Regions from separate parts of the Mus musculus genome. Here regions 2 and 3 are each linked to region 1. Evidence: chromatin contacts called from public HiChIP or PLAC-seq data. All regions are on one chromosome and are shown on one strand. The core of a region is the stretch at or near the end of the contact, and the rest is flanking DNA. Distances in the headings are between cores, read along the strand shown.

Region 1 (2,889 bases), core at 283-2,782:
GATTTTCTTTGCCTGCCTCATAAGACTGAGGAGGGACTTTGGGTTTCTATGCAACATTGGCCTCGAGGGCGTGAGATGTTTGGAGGTATATTCCCCGCCTTAAGGTAGAGTTGAACAGCACCGGTTGTTTGGAGCAGACAACACTGGAATGCAGTTTGGAGCCTTTAGCCAGTGTGCCTGATACCTCCCTGTGTTCCTGGGTCACATACACTTTCTAGGGATGAAAGGGAACACTCACTGCCTTTTCTTCTTGACACACTTAGATTCCTACCCCGTGACACACAGCCTTCAGCCTACTTAACAGTGTGAACAACTGTGTTGAAATAAGACTAAAAAAAAACTTTGATCTTTGGTGATTTCCCCACTTAAGACAAGTAACCTTTCTCCTGGAAGCCTTTCTCCTAACTCCTGGGAGTTAACTCTTACATTTCTGAGTGCCTTTATTTTCCCTTTCTTATTATTTTGGGGGACAGGGTATGCTTTTCCAAGTCAGGGTTTCTCTGTATAGCCTTGGCTGTCCTGGAGCTCACTCTGTAGACCAGGCTGGCCTCACAAAGATCCACTCGATTCTTCCGAGTGCTGGAATTAAAGGTGTATGCCACTCCAATTGACTCTTGGGAACATTTATAGAGGTCATTTTGTGATTCTTTTTAAAAAGACATCTCTGGTTTTAGGGAATACTGTTGTAGCTTATTGATAATGTTTTACCAACTTGAGAAAGATTGCTCTAGGAGTGGATAAATACTCAGCTGATTAAAACACTACACAATTCGGGATGTCTCATGTTTGTGAGTGATGTGTGTGTGTGTGTGTGTGTGTGTGTATGTGTGTACATGTGTGTGTGTGTGTGTGTGAGTGATGTGTGTGTATGTGTGTATATGTGTGTGTGTGTATATGTGTGTGTGTGTGTGTATGTGTGTATGTGTGTGTATGTGTGTATGTGAGTGATGTGTGTGTATGTGTGTGTGTAGATGTCAAAAGGTAACTTGGGATTAAGGTGTAGAAGAGCCTTTTGTCTATTGAGGACTTCTGAGGAAGAGGACTGAAGAGAGGAGGGGACTGGACATACTGTGTTGGTCTCTCACTGGTCTGGAGTAGCTGCCGGCAGCTCTAGGAAGCTTCTCTTGTTCCTCTTGACCTGACCCAAGCTGGGGGTGGCCCAGAAAGCAGTGGGAACTTGGGAAAGGATCTAAGGATTCACCAACTATCGATTTGGGAAATTTCATTGGGTGTGTGCCATAAAATGCTGGAAGGCGGACTTTCCCAAGAAACCTTTTCTGTAGACTTTTTTTTTTTTTTTTAAATAAATGGCTTGAAAAGGTAATATCCAATCAAACGGGAATGCCTCAATTCTGAAAAGGTGGGGAGGAAGGACAAACTGCTCCCCCGCCCCGTACTTGGCAGTGTCTTGCTTTGGGGAGTGCCCTGCCTCAGCAAATTCTCCGATTCTGGGCTCCGGAGCTGCGGAGCTGCGCTGTCTCTGCCAGCTCTCGTACAGCACGCACGCCCCGTGCATTGGCTTGGTCATTTCCTCCTATTTTTCTGCTTATTCATCCTGTGGCCTGTGTTCCCCTTGACAGACTTTCCCCCCACCCTCCTGTGGGGAGAGATAACATTCTCGGGAGGGACTTTAATCCATCTGATAAGTTCTATTTTTAGCCAAGCCTTTCCTCCTGGCTTCTAACTTTCAGAGGCTCACACACTTCCGAGCCTCCTTTGGCGTTCGTTCTTGCCGTCTTGCGTACTCTTGTGCCTGGGGTTTCCTAACAGACTGTAGTTGAGTGGGGAGCGGGGAAGGTGAATTGACTTCCAGGGCAGGGACACTTTCTCCTGGGTGTGGGGCGCTGTTTTTAGCAGGGCCATTCACTCTTACCTACCTCCTGCTTCCCCTCCAGGCTGTCCACGAATTTCCTTTTGTCAGTAAATTTATGTTATCTTGATAAAGGACACCCATTAAAAAAAAACAAGACAGCTGTGACTTTCGATGATTAGCACAAGGGTCTGGCAGCTAAGATGCCTGCCTGTAGCTACTAAGACTTCTACAGAATGACAACTTAATCTGCAGCCTTTGCATTAAGATTTAATCAAAGCAGCCAGTGTCCGTCCCTCCCCCGCCCCCCCCCCCCCCGTTCCCCATGTCCCCGTCCCCCCCCCCCCATATGAGGGGAGAAGTTTTGGGTTTGCTGTCACATGATCTCTGCCTGTTGCTTTCCCAGATAAGGATATGGGAATAAACTTACCTCAGTACTTTATATAAATGTGTTCTTTTTCTCCTTTTAATCCTTTGGCCCAGAATGGCCCCCCCTCAAATATATATATAAAACAGAAACTCTTCTGACAAGACTACAGAGCTTGAAAAGGAGAATGGGGTATCCCCCTGCCCCAGGAGTGCTCCTGGGAACATTGCTGCCAGGCAATTTAAACTTCAGGACCTCGACTTCATTTACTCTCAGTGGACCAGTTGTCTCTCGAGGCTCACTTAGCTCTGTCACCATCATGACTATTGTTGTGTTTTATAAGATGATGTAGTATAGTGCGGCTGGAGGGAGCACCTCAGTGGTCCCTGCCAAGGAGTCTTGGGATCAAGTCACATGACAGGCCTAGAACAAAAGAAGTTTATTGGGGGAAGGGAGCCAGGGAACGGAGCAGCAGGGTGCCTGGGATGGGGTTAGAGGCAGAGGAAGGCAGGTGGGACAGAAAGGGAAAGGAGAGGGGAAGAGAAGGAGAGGCCAGCCTGGAACATGTAGGGGAGGGGGGTGGAGACACAGAGAGGTAAGATAGAGGGATGGAGGAGAGAGAGAGAGAGAGAGAGAGAGAAGCCAAGTAGTCCTTATACTGCTGGCTCCTGGCTGAACCCAGGGTGGAGATGTAGATTGTTGCTAGGTAACT
Region 2 (2,889 bases), core at 243-2,742, 440 kb before region 1:
GTTGTGTAGAATCTGAATGTATTTTGTCAAATCGAGCATCAAACTTTTTATACAGAAGACAATAAGGAAGTTGGGTGACATACCTGAAAGGTACAAATGAGGTAACCGGATGCTTAATGATTCTTACACAGAAGAGAGGAATGAAAACGCAAAGTTTGGAAGGAACTGGGCAATAAAAATAACTGAGACAAAGTCAGCCCTATCTAAGGTCAGCTATAGTCTTAGAAGCCAGGTGTGAGAACTTTTCTCTCCTAGGGCAAGGGCTATCACACCCAAGTCATGGTTCTAACTAGGGAGTTCCGTTCTAGCTAACCATCTCATGAATAATGCAATACTCTAAAACCACAGCCCGATCTACTTCCTAAACCATTGTAAATTTCTGTATATAGGTGTAACTCAGCTATAGTTCTAAGTATTTATTCTGGTTTCTCCTTCAGTCAGAAACTTCCTTCTTCCTTGGTGGTGGTAAATTCCTGTGTGGGGCAGTGACCTAGCTTTTACTCAAAGTGATAGTGTAATACCAGAGGCAATTCTGAATGTCACTGAATAGCAACATTCTTACTGAATTCCAAGCCCAAGGTCTTGCTCAAGGACTTTCTAGGACTGTTGGAACGCTGGCAAGGCTTTAGCTATGCTAGAATCCAATCTTAAAAGGCACTTATAATAGGATAATACTAAAAGAGATCCATACACTAGGCTAACGTGGGAATGTAAAATTAATGTATGGGTTAGAGAGAACGCCAGACTCCAGGAGTGAGTTTCCGTGAAACTCTTTTGCCTCGTGAGTAGCTTTCAAGCCTCAGCCTGTCAAGCTGACTCGAGTGGAGAGCTTGGCACTAAGTGCTCATGGAGACCAGAAGAGGGTATTGGGTCCTCTGGAACTAGAGAGTTGTTAGCTATCACGTGGATGCTGAGAACCAAACCCAGGTCCTCTGGAAGAGCAGCAGTGGTGAGCTCTTGCGCGCGCCGGACTTGACCAGCAAGAACGACGCTGCAACAGGATCCTTCTGCACACGTTTATTGGGAGAGCTTGATTGCAGAGGTGAAAAGACCCGGAGCCCAGAACTGGTGCTGCTTATATAGGCCTAGGAGAGGCGTGTCTCACACCCAGATTGGTTATGCACTATGCCTCATTTGCATATTCCTCATCTGATTGGCTACTCTCTCTCTGTACTTCACAGAGCCTCATTATTATACCTCATTTGCATGTCTCACATCTGATTGGTTATACTCTCAAAGCCTCATTATCATGCCCGGGCCAGGCAGTGTCTTTGCAAAAAACTTTACTGCATATGTACACATTGGTTGTTTGTCCAAACTTATGCGTGGTGGCCAGCAGTAGTCAGTGCCACTCTGCAACGGCACATGTGGCTTCCCACAGTGAGCCATCTCTCTAGCCCTCCTCTATTTCTGTTTCTAACAGATGACTATGTCATATCTAAGACAAAATGTATGGGTCTGTGATGTGTGCCAAGTGATGACATCAGGGTGAAGAACAGAGGGAAATCACCCAGGAAGTGGGCGGGGAAGACCAGAGGGAGTGGGTACAGGGAATGGAGTGTAAGAACATGTTTTCTGGGGCTGTAGAGGTGATTTAGGGCACAAGGCTCACATGTAGTCATATACATACATTGAGGCAAAACATACACATACAATAAAAGTAAATAAATAGTTTCAAAACAGGTGACCCATTTCCCCTCTCACTCAGAACTTGGCTAGCATGGTTATTGCCTATAGCAGTTCTGGGCCTAGTTTGAGGAGAAGCCAGACTTTTCTCCTAGGCCAGAAAGGGTTCTGGGGCCCTTGACTCACTGTCCCAGCTTTGGACTCTGTAGGACAGGCTGTGAACACATGCTGACTGGTGTGGCCCACATTTGGAAAGAGCATCCCCAAGCAGGAGAAGGCAGGTCAGGGAATGGCTTTCATTGTTTAGTGTGTGAGGGCCAAGTCACCTTTACTCACCATGAGTTATGAGACAGATGGCAGTTGTTATGAGGCAATGTAAGAATTTCGTTAGCATTCTTCCTCAACCCCTCTCTCATCTTGAGGAGGAGGAGACATTAGCAAAATAGAGGCAAACACAGAATATCAACGAACATTGAATGATGCTACCAGCCAGCAGTATAAACAGAAATGTTGGCTTCTGGGCACACTTTATTGTTTTTAGAATTGAGCTGGAGACTGGGGGGAGGGCCAGAAAGGTGAGTGAAGACCAGTGGGGTGGATCAGGGTAAGCAAAGAGGAGAGATCAGAGAGAGTGGGACCTCAGGCACCCAATGAATTGGATGGGAAGACCTTTTCATTATCATTCAGACCATTTCGTTATCATCTCTTAATATTGCTTCTCCATAAACTTCTACTAGCAAGTTCCCCTTAACTGGCACATGCTCTCCTACAGACAGAGTGAAGTGTTGATCCCCAGACAGCAGGAAAAGCACCATGGCCCTCTGGGGACCGAAATATAGTTGGTGAGCTCCGTGTGGAATGAGTCTTGCCCAGGGCTGTGGAGAGTGGGTAGCGTCATCTTCTGAAGTCAGACAGGTTTCAAACCCCAGCTTTGCTTTCAGAGTTGTGAAACGTTGGATCAATAATGTAACTTCTCGCCAGGCATGGTGGCGCATGCCTTTGATCCCAGCACTTGGGAGGCAGAGGCAGGCGGATTTCTGAGTTCAAGACCAGCCTGGTCTACAGAGTGAGTTCCAGGACAGCCAGGGCTATACAGAGAAACCCCCTCTCGAAAAAAACCACCCCCACCCCCCAAAAAAAGTAACTTCTCTCAGCCTTTACTTTTAAACTATAAAACGGACCTGGTGACCCCCAGGCCTCCCAGGGGCTTTTGAGTATCTAATGAGACAGTACAGCTAATGCTATTCAATAAATGGTTCTCAT
Region 3 (2,889 bases), core at 111-2,610, 370 kb before region 1:
TAAAAACTATATTTGTATGTTGAACACAACTAGATAAAATTGCTGTTTTGGGGGACAGGATGTGCTTTTAAAGGATACTGCTGTCCACAAAGCAGACTATTGATATTACAAATTAGGCCAAACCTAGCTGAAGATCTTTTGGCTCATACTACCCTCCTCCTGTGCGTTATTTGGATCGACACATAAAGATAAAGTCTTTCGGATTTAGCAACTCCGGTTTCCTATAGGCGTGGCCGATACCCCCACCCCATGATGTATTAAAACAGGGTCTCACGTAACCCAGGCTGGCCTCCAATTCACTACATAGCCAAGACCAGCCTCAAACTCTGGAGCCTCCTGCCCCCACCTCCCAGGTAATGAGATTATGCGCATGCGCCATCACTCTTGGCTCCTGGCTGAAAAATTTAAAGCCATGATTGTAGGCAAGCCTTTGCTTGGCAACAGGCTTGATACATCTCTGTAAAAGCGGGAAGAATACTCTGAATGAACCCCAAGAGAGCGTGCACAATTCCAGACTCTGAATAAAACCTCTGTCTTCCACAAGGAGCTCCTTGGAGTCCCTAGAATTCCTCTTGGGGGAGTGAACAGTGTTCGCTGTGAACAGACTCGTAAGTGTGTTGACTTAAACGAAAAACCTCTAGGGAGGAAAAAGTCATCAATCTAACTTGTAAGAAACATGGACGCTGGAAGAAGTGTGAGGATTTCAATTTGGAACAAGAGATGAAACAGAACAGAATTACACAGAGCAATGAGAGAGCCAAGGATTGTCTCCAGGGTGGATGGAGCTGGCGCTGAGAGGAACTTGGTTACCCGTTCAGTGTGGAAATGGAGAAACATGAATTCCCAGAGTCAACCAATCCAGAAGGACCTTCAGGACCTCATTTACTGTCCTCCAAATGAGCGATGTAGCTCTTTCTTTTCAACATCTCCCATATTTTTTTTTTTTTTTTTAATGTGTGAATGTTCTTTATGAGTGACTCCTTGTTCAGGTTTGTGTGAATGGGAACAAAGCCTTCTGGGACAGACTCAGGAAAAAAAAAAACAACCCAAGGTTATATAGTTGACACTGGGAACGCAGCAATTGCTTTGCTGTGAATTTTGAGACTTTTCAGTTCCTATAGTTTTCTGTGGGATTTTTGAATTAAAAAAAAAAAAAGGAGGAGGGGTGGATAGAGAGATTGTCTCAGGACAGTGGATCATTTTTTGTTTCTTTATGGTCCCTAACAGGAAGTCTGAAAACTCCCTCACAAAGAACTAAAAAACCATTATGTTAATTCACCAGCCATCAATACTATGAGTAATTCCCCAAAGTCATAAAACAACACTGCATCATAGTAAGGACAGAGCTGCCTTTCATAGAGGGTAGTTGGGGAGTTTCAAAGTCCCTACAGGCCATGGCAGATGGAGGCAGGAGGCAGGAGGCAGGAGGCAGGAGGCAGGAGGCAGGAGGCAGGAGGCAGGAGGCAGGAGGCAGGAGGCAGGAGGCAGGAGGCAGGAGGCAGGAGGCAGGAGGCAGGAGGCAGGAGGCAGAGGCGACCAGGACTGGCTCCTCCTCTCCTGATGCTTTCCTGATGCTCCCCCTCCCCCCAAGCAGCATCTGGGCTTTCTTAAGGACCATTTAAATGTCTCCAAGCCTGCTGACCAGTTTTCAGTTCCTTAGGCACGCATGGTGGAAAGAAAGAACCAATTCCCAAAAGTTATCTTTTGGCTTCCACATCTATACCACAGCATGATTTACCTCTGTGACTGGGCTGCTGTGCAGATTATCGGGGCGCGGGGGGGGGGGGGGGGGGGGAGGGGTCAGAAGGGACATTCAGCTGTCATGTAGATACTAAAAGAGCCTTCTGTCCTCCAGTATTGAAAATAGCCATGTAAAAGACTTGATCGTGGGGGCCAGAGATGGCTCAGTGGCTAAGAGCACCAGCAGCTCTCCTAGGGGACCCGGATCTGATTCCAAGCGCTCACATGGCAGCTTATAACTGTCTGGAACTCCAGTTCCAAGGACTCTGATGACTTCAGTCTCCTGTGCAGAAAGCCAGCCTTGTTTATGGTTCAGTGACACACATAAAGCAAAGCACCCTTACCTAAAAAAATCATCAGTGCGAGGGGTTCTCAGAAGTTAGAATTAAAATAATAAATACTTCAGAGTAAAGAATGTGAGTACTCTATGGTGTCATTTATGCTTTTATGTTAAATCATTGCTGGAAATATTAATTGTATCAGGTTATAAGCATTAGGTATTCGTTACTGATGGTAATTTAATATTTTCTTCTCAGGATCATCTAGACTTAGACTACACTTAGTATCTTCAACAAGACACGGTGAGATAACAGATTCAACAAACAAAATAAAAACAAGCATTGCTGAAAAATGTAACACTCATTTATTCTTAGGATTCTTTTTTCTCCCAGTAATTACCATATTAAATTAAATTAAGCAAAAACTATAGTGCTTTCTGTCTCCAGGGGTGAACTCTGAAGCGAACGTCTTTTCTCACTGAGGCATCTGCAGCTGGCTGTCTGAAATCACTTGTCTCCTGGTTTCTCAACTCATTCTGTCTCTTTCAGATTATTTTTTATCGCTTACCGCTCGCTTCCTCATGAACGTAGAAGCTATGGAATGGAGATAAGACAGAACTTAGTTAATTTTGCCTTTTATTACTGACTGGTTAAGGGGGAAATTGAAAGGGAAAAGAAAGTTAAAACAGCCAGAAGAGGATGTAAAACTATCTCTGGTCTCTTTATCTTTCATCTAGTCCTCAGATGACGCAGTGATCAGCAATCAGATCCCTGCCCCCGTGAGCTTTCCTTTGGAGAAAGGAAAGCGAATGCCGAATGCCATAAATGCTCAGCAGAACTGTTTGCAGTGTTAAATGAATTCAGATTCTAA

What was found. HiChIP or PLAC-seq counts read pairs in DNA pulled down with a chosen protein or histone mark.
Region 2: a contact with region 1 is called in an H3K27ac HiChIP or PLAC-seq map of acute myeloid leukemia, with 3 times the contacts expected there. The contact joins two enhancer-like sites. A contact is called at or near these places in 1 of 15 datasets of contacts at CTCF or cohesin (the NIH/3T3 cell line) and 1 of 115 datasets of contacts at active chromatin or transcription factors (acute myeloid leukemia).
Region 3: a FOXA1 HiChIP or PLAC-seq map of pancreatic cancer cells shows a contact between it and region 1. The contact joins two enhancer-like sites. A contact is called at or near these places in 10 of 484 Hi-C or Micro-C datasets (CD4 T cells, bone marrow-derived macrophages, brown adipocytes and 2 more), 5 of 115 datasets of contacts at active chromatin or transcription factors (embryonic stem cells, extraembryonic endoderm stem cells, pancreatic cancer cells and 1 more) and 1 of 9 other capture datasets (embryonic stem cells).

Annotation. Positions count from the first base shown.
Region 1 is chr12:54,161,639-54,164,527 of GRCm38.p6, reverse strand. No RefSeq gene overlaps it. Among named protein-coding and RNA genes, the nearest start is that of Gm40424, 14 kb to the left of the region's middle. Within about 2 kb of position 1,532, at least 182 of the 459 cell types and tissues checked have an H3K27ac peak or open chromatin away from gene starts, as enhancers often do. A contact at or near this core is called in acute myeloid leukemia and pancreatic cancer cells, where this site is marked.
Region 2 is chr12:54,597,159-54,600,047 of GRCm38.p6, reverse strand. No RefSeq gene overlaps it. Among named protein-coding and RNA genes, the nearest start is that of Mir1892, 47 kb to the left of the region's middle. Within about 2 kb of position 1,492, at least 16 of the 459 cell types and tissues checked have an H3K27ac peak or open chromatin away from gene starts, as enhancers often do. A contact at or near this core is called in acute myeloid leukemia, where this site is marked.
Region 3 is chr12:54,534,807-54,537,695 of GRCm38.p6, reverse strand. No RefSeq gene overlaps it. Among named protein-coding and RNA genes, the nearest start is that of Gm40425, 14 kb to the left of the region's middle. Within about 2 kb of position 1,360, at least 16 of the 459 cell types and tissues checked have an H3K27ac peak or open chromatin away from gene starts, as enhancers often do. A contact at or near this core is called in pancreatic cancer cells, where this site is marked.